Regions from separate parts of the Mus musculus genome. Here region 1 is linked to region 2. Evidence: chromatin contacts called from public promoter capture Hi-C data. All regions are on one chromosome and are shown on one strand. Each heading gives the region's core, a stretch centred on a gene start, on an enhancer-like site or on the middle of the called end of the contact. The rest is flanking DNA. Distances are from core to core; before and after follow the strand shown. Region 1 holds the start of Hs2st1 (heparan sulfate 2-O-sulfotransferase 1). Region 2 holds the start of Gbp7 (guanylate binding protein 7).

What was found. Promoter capture Hi-C pulls out the DNA fragments that hold promoters and counts their contacts.
Region 1: a promoter capture Hi-C map of liver shows a contact between it and region 2, with 2.7 times the contacts expected there. The contact joins the promoter of Hs2st1 here to the promoter of Gbp7 in region 2. A contact is called at or near these places in 4 of 39 promoter capture datasets (the C10 cell line, liver, neutrophils and 1 more).

What each region holds. Positions count from the first base shown.
Region 1 is chr3:144,568,628-144,573,213 of GRCm38.p6, reverse strand. Hs2st1 (heparan sulfate 2-O-sulfotransferase 1) reads left to right here and starts at 2,998. Exons shown (of 7, transcript NM_011828.4): 1 at 2,998-3,480. The coding sequence starts at 3,357. Selenof (selenoprotein F) reads right to left here and starts at 2,787. Exons shown (of 5, transcript NM_053102.2): 1 at 2,415-2,787. The coding sequence starts at 2,489.
Region 2 is chr3:142,527,266-142,532,057 of GRCm38.p6, reverse strand. It overlaps Gbp7 (guanylate binding protein 7), which reads right to left and starts at 1,722. Exons shown (of 11, transcript NM_001083312.2): 1 at 1,619-1,722.

The DNA.
Region 1 (4,586 bases), core at 1,749-4,248, 2.0 Mb before region 2:
GTTGGGACCACTTGTAACAGACCCGTAGAAGTTAACTGGACTTGAGGGTCAATAATGACTTACAAGTAGGCTCCATCTGTCCAGGATATCCGACCTTTGCTTGTAGATGCCCCAGTTCACTCAGGAAACATTCCACTTACATGACAAGGTACTGTCTTCCCCTCCATGTACGTCAGTACAGACAAAAGGTAACCAGAAGCAGGCACTTCTCTAAGGTGAGATCCAGTCAGCACACTGGGAAAAGGAAGTCTCAAGAAACAATAGACAATTGAAAGGTACCTGAGAGATCAGGTACTGACCACCACTGATGCTGATTTCCTGGAGGAGATAAATTCTTAGCTGAAAACTGAAGGCTGAGGGGTGGCAAGATGTCTCAGGGGGTAAAGATGCTTGTCGCCAAGCCAAGGACCTGAGTTTGATCCTTAGAACCCACATGATGGAAGGAGGTTCAGATGGTAACTAGACGACAATCATTTTTATGGGTGTAGGAGAGACAGCTTCTGAGAGAACGAAGTAAGTGAAATTCACTAGAGCAAGTGTCTCCTGCACAACCCAGCCTGTTTGTTCTCTCAGTAGAACAAGCAAACACCGGGAAATAAGCCTGGTAGACAACTTTAAAGACAAACTCTACCTTAAAAGCAAGTGGGAGTGTTTAAGCACAACAGCTTTAGATTTCAGAGATGTTGCTCTAGATGGTAAGGGCAGAATGAGAAAGAATTAGATGTGGAAGCCAGTTAATGGATCATAGGCAAGCCAATATACTGGCCTGAATAACCAAACTCAACCCAAATGTGCATAGAACACATGTCTAGCTTGGGCAATAAGGAAGTTGATAAAGGCAATTTTTACGTAAGAGTCTCAATGCAGAAAGAGGCAATTCGAAGAAAAGCCAGTGGGCTGTTATTTTCAAGAAGAAAGGTCTCATAGTATTGAACTGGTTTTCAGGTATATTTTGGAAGTAAGAATAAGAAAGGCTAGGTAATTGCCAGTATATGCAGTACATAGGAAGGAGTCAACAAGACATCTGAGTTTGAAGTTAAGATTGGGTGGACAACCACCATGGCATACAGGTAGCCATAAGTTCTTCCTACTCTAGTCCTAGCATGTACTGACATTTCTTTGCAATGCAATTCTGTCACTCTTCCCATTCGGCTGTGGAGTTGGGAAGAGTTGTTCACCTGTGGCGTGGTCTGGGGACTTACTCTGACAAGTCTAATGTGATGGAGTTTGGATCTATTTACACAGTGGGAGGATCTGGCTTTCTGTTTTTAGCCTTGTCTCCCAGGAGGGAATCTGTGATCTCCATGGCAAGGTCTTAAGAGGCTTCTGCTCTTTTGGAGTATTGTCCTGAGACGGCTGTGAAAAAGAAGTCAGTCATTTACTGGGAGATGAGTTAGCAGCAGAACTGAGCGGTCCCTGTTAATGGCACTGACTAGAACTACAGTAGCTTTGGGTTTTTAGTTAAATTCACCAACTAGCTCAAACAGTGCATCCATGAGGGAACTGCTTCACTAACATAAAGGATGGTTAAATTGTTTAAAAACATTGATTGGCAAGGGGGTGGGGGCAGGTATTTACAAAGCCATAGCCTACTGAGATTTTGAAGATAGTTTGAAAACATTACTCCTTTGTTACTTTTGGTAGTGGTAACACATTCAAACGACTACAATGGGAGGGAAAAGCCAACAATTTACTTATGTTTCCAGTATAAAAGTTTAAAGGGATGTTCCCTAAGTGTTTTCTGAAGTACCAGATGTTTCAAAACAACATTGTATTGCAATGTAAGACGCTAAGAATCCACTCTTTGGACAAAGTAAGAAAAGCAGAGACAACGTTTGTGAACTATAAGACCTATGAAGAACAGAGTATTTAGAGACCTACGGTATAATTTTAACTTTCCAAAATCTTGGACAAATCACTTAAGTATCCTAAGTACAAAGACATGTAAATATGGGTGGAAAACTCCCATAGAGGAATTTACCAAAAATACAGTTGCTTCATGAGTAGCTAAGTAAGTCAAAACCAGGTTAACTCCTTTCAGAGATTTAGAACCCGTGTCGTCTGGTTAACGAGGAAAACCGCTTGTCTGGACCAAAACCCTTTAAGGTTTGGGAGTTTGTAAGCAGCGGTAGTTTCATTCACTTGTGTCTCACTCAAAGAAACGTCCCTCCTTTCTAAGCATTACTGACTATGTACCCTCTGTGCTCTGAAAAACCGATCCTAGCTGCCTGAAGCGAGGAAACCATCGTCTCTAGAGCTCCGGCTGGAATTCTGCCACGTTTCATTCCGGATGGAAGCGGCCGCTAAGGCAGCCCGTTCCACGGGCGGCTCCCAAGCGTGGCCCCGGGTTTGCCCTTCCACATCCGCGCTCTCCGACCAGCCTTGAGGCAGCCCCAGAGGCGGTCCACACTCACCGCTTGAAACGCAGTCGCCAGCAGCAAGCGCAGCCCCAGAGCGGGCCGCAGCCACCCACCCTGCCCTGCCGCCATCCCTGCGGTCTGCCGTCAATCTTCAGGGGTCTGAGGACCCCTGTGCCGGGGACGTCCACTGCACTGCCTGACGCGAAACCCGCCGCGAAAGGCCACTGCTACAAGCCTATTATCCCACAAAGACGAGTGTTAGTTAGGCGACCATGGGAGCCTGTAAGTGATCGATTGTTAAACAGTCCTCAGGTTCTTTTAGAGATTCAAATTAGGCATTTTCCTAAACTCCCCACACCGGGGCTTCTTATTCACGACATTCAATCGGCTATCCACGAAGCCCCAGCTCGGCCATCAGTAGCCCCGCCTCCTCCAAGTTTACCCAATCGGACAACGCCTTGCTTGAGTCCCGTGACAAGGAACCCAACCGTAAATCGAACCGAAAGGGCGAGAAGCGGCCTCTCTTCGGACCAATGAACACCACTGTACCGGAGGATGGGGGTGGAGCCTCTGGTTGCCGGGCAGCGTGCGTCAAGGCGTGCGCGTGGTGGCCGAGGGGGAGGGGAGGGGGCGGGCCGAGGGCGGCGCAGCCGCAGCCGCATCGCCACCGGAGGAGCGCGCGGCCGCGAGCGACCGAGGGAGGGAAGGGAGGAAGCGAGGGAAGAGGGCGTGCGGCCGTGGGGTCCCGAAGCCAGGGGGCAGCGGCAGCGGCAGCGGCAGGAGGGCGCCAGGGCCGTCGAGTGGGCCGGGGAGAAGCGTGCACCAGGCGGCCGGCGCTGGCTCCCGCGGGCGGGAGACCGGAGAGGAGGAGGGGGTCGCTGCGGCGCGGCAGTCCGCGCAGCTCCCGGGTCGGGGTCTCCTCCCGGCGCTTCGGTCGCCCTCGGGGCCCCGCTCCCCGCCCCCCGCGGTATGTCTTGATCGCGAGCGGCGGGTTTCATGGGGCTCCTCAGGATTATGATGCCGCCCAAGTTGCAGCTGCTGGCGGTGGTGGCCTTCGCGGTGGCGATGCTCTTCTTGGAGAACCAGATCCAGAAGCTGGAGGAGTCCCGGGCGAAGCTAGGTGAGGCAGCCGAGCGGTGCGCCGGGGCCGGGCTGGCGGGTGGGCATTGCCGGCTATAGCAAGTGGGCTTCCTCAGGGGGCCTCGGAGAACCTCGAGAGCTGGGACCCGGGCACGTCGAGCTCCCGCCACCGGGGAGGGAAGCTGGGCTGATGAGCTGCACGCGCGAGGTCTCTGGCCAGAGGGCTGCCCCGTCGGCCCTTCACTGAGAGAGGGGACCCAGGTCTGCCTGGAGCTGGTGCTGCTGGAGGACACAAACGCTCCCTCTCTCTTCTCTTCCAAATCGTTCTGCAAAGCCCCAGTCATGTGCAGAGATGGGGACTGGAATTTGAATTAGGGGCACCTGGGCACAGGATCCTTTGGGGATGGTGGTCGTGGGGAGATTCGTCGCGGGGAGATGGGTAGAAATGGAAGGAGACTCCGGGAATGATGGGGAGTGAAAGCGGCTCACCGTAGTGAGTGGCAGGCATGCCTGAGCCTAGGGCAGTAAGGGACCTTAGAACTGACAGCTTTGGTAGGCTGGCGGTGTGGGACAGCGGAGCCGATGATGGCACGAAAAGGAGACATCTGGGGGACTGAAGTTCTTTATGAGTGACGCTAAACTGGTTGATTTGGGCTTCAGAGTGGGGTCGTAAGTTTAGGCTGATTGCATGTACAAGAGGGGAACGTTGAGGGTTTGGAATTGCAGGGTTTACCTTGTGAAAGGAAAAGAGTGGGGAGAGTGAACCATATGGGTCTCTTAAAGCGTCTCTCTCAGTGCCCGAATGGAAAAGGGTGCTTGAAACACAAAATTGGAGTGCGAACTTGTGCAACAGCAGTCGAAAGCGCGGATAGTCGGGTGCTTCCGGATAGTGGAGAACTTTGGTATTTGGAAGTGCTCTGGAGACAGGGACTTAATCATTGACGCGTTTTGATTTAAAAATGTATGTGACACTTGAAAATCAGCTCAGAGAATGTAATTTGAATATGGGAAACAGCTTTTGCATACACTTTGACCTTGCCTGTTTCTTAAACACGATTTAAAGTTACCTTGAGGAACAGCTAGATGCAGCTTGGGGGTGCGGATTAATTTTCAAGAAAAGAAGTACCAGAAAAGAATTTAAATTTT
Region 2 (4,792 bases), core at 473-2,972:
AAATTGAAAGAAATTAAATTAAAAATAAATAAATAAATAAAAAACAAAACCTACTGGTTCCGCTGCTTCCACAGCCTGAGTGCCAGGATCAGGAATGAGTATTGCAGTGCCCAGTTTATATGATGCTGAGGACTGAAGCCAGAGCTTCACAAGTGCTAGACAAGCGCTCTACCAACTGAGATCAGCCCCAGGACCTTCAGCTTACTTTCTGTACATAGATAAGTGACAAGCACGTGACCTTACACTGGCAAATTATCATCTCCCACCTGCTTCATGCCCATGCTGTTGAAGATGACACATGGATATGATTCTTTTCCAGTGGCTAATTTCCCTGAAAATACATCCTCGTGAATAAATACTTCTGTGGGCAAATCTCTGATGGTGCATTCTCTCTTAAAACAACCATAAGTATTGAAGGCTATTGTGCCTCCTTTTCACTTGTCTTGGAGGTCATGCACACATGCTAAATGAATGCTCAGGAAGACTATAAACTGCCCAGTGGATCAGGGAATAAACACCAGATCCTATTACCAAAACTTCCCTGATAGAACCAACTTCCGCAATTCACCTTTTCTACACTGATAAATATCCTAATTGGGAAATACCAACTCTCAATTGATTAGTGGCATGTCATGATATAATGTATAAGGGGCACTCTGGGTGCTGTTTGTCCTCTGGTGGCATCTTAAAAACTGTAGGTGTTTCTTTACTTAGCATCAATTTAGAGTAGGTGTCGAATGGGAAACGTAAGCTCACCTTAATTCTGTGAAAGACAACAGTACCTTAATGACCAGTTCTATCTATATTAGGAAAATATTGATAGGCATGTTATTTCTCTTCTCTCTGCTCTCGTGCAGGTCTGGGTTACTGTCCCAACTAAGAAGCTTAAAATTCACAGTAAATAAGTAGAACTACATAGCTGCGATTGGTCATGTAAATTATCCATGGTCTCCAAAGGTGGCTCGAGCCACAGGGAAGACAGTAAAAAACTGCCTCCTCCGGAGATTTTTCACAAGCTCCAAAACTGGTCTGAAACCTTAGATGGACGACTTTGAAACAGTTCACAATACATGAAGGGGTTCAGGCTTTCCTGCTGTTTCTAACTTTTGACTGAGTACCCCATTGCAGAGCGCGAGAGTGCACTGGTAGCACAGCGGTGCACGGGGCGGGCGCAATTGGAAATTCTGTCTGACTCAACAAGGGAAGGCTATGTTTTCTGTTTCTTCAAGCCGAGCTGAGCTCACAGCGGCGGGAGTACCTGAGGACTATGGTAGATGAGGATTCTGGGGTTATGCCCTCTTACTTGGAAACAATGCAGGGGAATGGGTAGCCTGCGGGAGTGGGTAGCCCTGGGCTGATATTCCCGTAGGAACCGCTCACCACCCCACCCCATCCCCCACCATGCCTGGCTGTGGTGGCTGCTCGAGAGTGGTCGCACTTCCCACACTGAGCAACGCTGTCCACCCACCCTGAGGCCACCAAGCCGTCTCTGATCGCGGTCGTCCACCCTCCGGTGTCATCTTGCACCAAATGTGGAGTTTATGGCCTGGGACCTCGGGACCTCCCTGAAGCTCCTTAGGAGATGTGTACATTGGGTATGGAGTCTCAGGGAACTCACCAGCCTGCACCGGATTCTCTGCTACCTGGATTCAGCACCTTTAGGCTTGCTGCTGCGCCCGCCCCGATTCCTCCTGAAAGCTCTCTATTCTTAAACTCCAGAGTGAAACCGGATATTGCCTGCACTTAGTTGTGGGGATGGAGAACTGAAACTGAAACTGCACACACAGGCTTGTGCTGACTTTCTGAGAAGCTTCTGCTTTTCCTGGAAAGAAAACGGAATCTGTGGGGAACAAGTCCATAGTCTTCCCTGCCAGATGGGCGGCGGATGAAAACAAGTCGCTGATTCTCTAAATACTGACTTCTATTGGGAAATACAGAATGCTGCAACAGAAATGTGCCAGCTCCTGCCACTGGCTTATTCCAAGAGGTTGACACCAACGAGACGTTTTTACCTTAAAAAACGCGCAACTCGTGCATGATAGTAATACTGTACATATTAAAAAGGTAATGGGTTGTTTCTGTGCATTGGATACCTCATGTGATATATGATGCAGACTGGGTTAACATAGCTATCTCTTCAAACTGTTAACACTTCTTTTTTGAGATGTATGCCACAGTCACCATCATTTATCTTGCTGTGCAGCAGCACATATGAAAGTCTGGCTTCTCCCTTTTTCATGTCCCCTACGGGTTAGCTTGCTATGCCTTCTACTATATGGAGGTTTTTTTTTTTTTTGTTTTTTTTTTTTTTTTTGGCAAAACCGAAATGAATTACAACAGGTGTTTTGGGAAAGAAAGAAAAAAAGCTTTGTCTTAAGTGACTGTCCAGATGTCTGGTAACATACAACAGACTAAGCTGTCATCTTTGTTTGGTTAAATGTCTTGGTGCATTTTAAATTCACAAATATTCATGTCAGGGTGATTCTGTGATTGGAATGTAACCTCGTGTTGTGTTAAGGAACATCTACATACAGACCAGACTAGTGAAGTATCCATGTCTGATGCTTTCTTACAGGCCCCTCGGAATCATCTTTCTGAGCTAGGGAGGAGGTGGGGCTTGGTCAGGCCTGAGAACCATCATGTAGTGTGTCCTCAGGTTATCCTTCAGGTGGGAACATCAATTTGATTCCCATCTGTTAGTTTGACTGAGGTAAATTTCTCCCATAGAACAAAGTTAAGTGTGAACTCTGTGGAATAGCAGTTGTCAGACTCAAGGCTAGGACACGAATGCACTTCATTGCAGTAACGCTGGATGAACTAGGCATGTCTGGAGTCAGGGCACGGGGCAGACACTTAAGTGTTAAAGCTTTCACAACCCTCTCTTTTATGTTGCTTTTTAAAAGACATAATGGATCTATTTCAGATGGACCTGCTGTGAGGATTTGTATATGCTCAGCCTAGAAAGTGGCACTATTAGAAGGTGTGGCCCTGTTCAAGTAGGTGTGGCCTTTTTGGAGTGGGTGTGTCACTTTGGGTGTGGGCTTTAAGACCCTCATCCTATCTCCCTGGAAGTCAGTATTCTGCTAGCAGCCTTCAGATGAAGATGTAGAATTCTCAGCTCTGCCTGTACCATGCCTGCCTAGATGCTACCATACTCCCACCTTCATGATAGTGGACTGAACATCTGAACCTGCAAGCCAGCCCCATTTAAATGTTGTCCTTTATAAGAGTTGCGTTGGTCATGGTGTCTGTTCACAGTAACAAAACCCTAACTAAGACACCTGGAGCACAATGAGACCTCCCTGAAATCATCAGGAATAATGACCCAACATGTGGGAAATGCTGTAATAATGGGAGTTCAAGGATAGACTCGAGATGGATCTGAAACTCCAATGAACCATATGCCTTTGCCGTTGCCTCTGGGTACATGCATTTGGGTAATTCCACACTTCCCTTCCGCACTGTCGGGCACTTCCCAGGCCTCAGCCAGACTTGACCATGAGCTCCAGCACTTTCTCTTGCTTTTCTTAGGTGGTTTTCTTTACAGCCACCTCTATTTTCTCCTTTGTTTGGTCAATGCACCTTTTTAGTGGCCATGGATTACTACTGTCTCTCTTCTGTTCTTAGCCATTTCTTTGAGTGTCTCCCTCATGACCCACTTGGCACTGTGCAGACGCTGTGGAGAAAGGGAAGAAAGCAGACGGCCTGGGCTATTTTCTCTTGAGCCATGGAGCTTTTGGAATGTAGTGGGAAAGGCCCTGCTCAGCTGGCCACCAACCACAGCGACACTTGTCATTGTCCAGATTCAACAGGGTGTGCCTTCTACTAAAAGAGAGCTGTGTCTTTAGCTGTAGGGAATTCTTCCTATCCAGACTTCTGAGAGAGGAGCTCCACCCATTAACTTGTAGAGCTTGTAATTCTCACCAGTGAGAACTCTAACTGAAGGACGAGTTTCCACATCATTGCCTTACTGTCCAGAAATTGCCCAGAGAAACACCATTGTCCAAGGAAACACAAAGGCAGATACAACATCAGCCTTTTTCTGAATATAACATGGTTCTATACAGTCATGTACCGGACACAAGAAAGTTTGAATCCTTTCTTTTTCTGTTTTTTTTTTATTAGTTAATTTATTTATTCATGCCAGTCACAACCCTTCCTCTCTTCCCAGTTCCACCCTCAGAGAAGAGGAAGCCTCCTTTGGTACCAGCCAGCCCTGGGACATCAAGTCCCAGCAGGACTAAGTGCATACTCTCCCACTGAGACACCACCAGGCAGTCCAGCTAGGAAAAGGAGATCTAATGGCAGATAACAGAGTCAAAGACAGTCCCATGCTCCAATTATTAGGGGACCCCCATGAAAACCAAGCTGCACAGTCTGGTCCTTTCTTCTTCATTTGCATCTTGTGATTTCCTCCAGGCCGTGAATAAACGGAAGTCTAAACTCAGGTCAGATGTGAAAACTCCCCACAGTAGCTTTCCTCCCAGCTCCTTAGATAATTCCTGTCCAGTGACACATTCACCACTCAGACCAAGTTCCAGACAACCAGATCACTGTGAACATCCACAAGCCTGGATGCTTGTCTATCCTTTAGCCCTTAGCACGCATACTTCATCTCAGTCCCAGGCTTCTTTTCCTTTCTCTCAACCTTAGCCTATGAGACTTGAATTTCTGTGGCAGGCATTGATTGTATCATTGACTCTGCCAGTTGTTTAGAGTCTGCTTTACTCGGCCATTGTGTGGCCCCGAGTACTTGTTAAATATTTGTTGAGTAGTTAATAAACTATTTTAA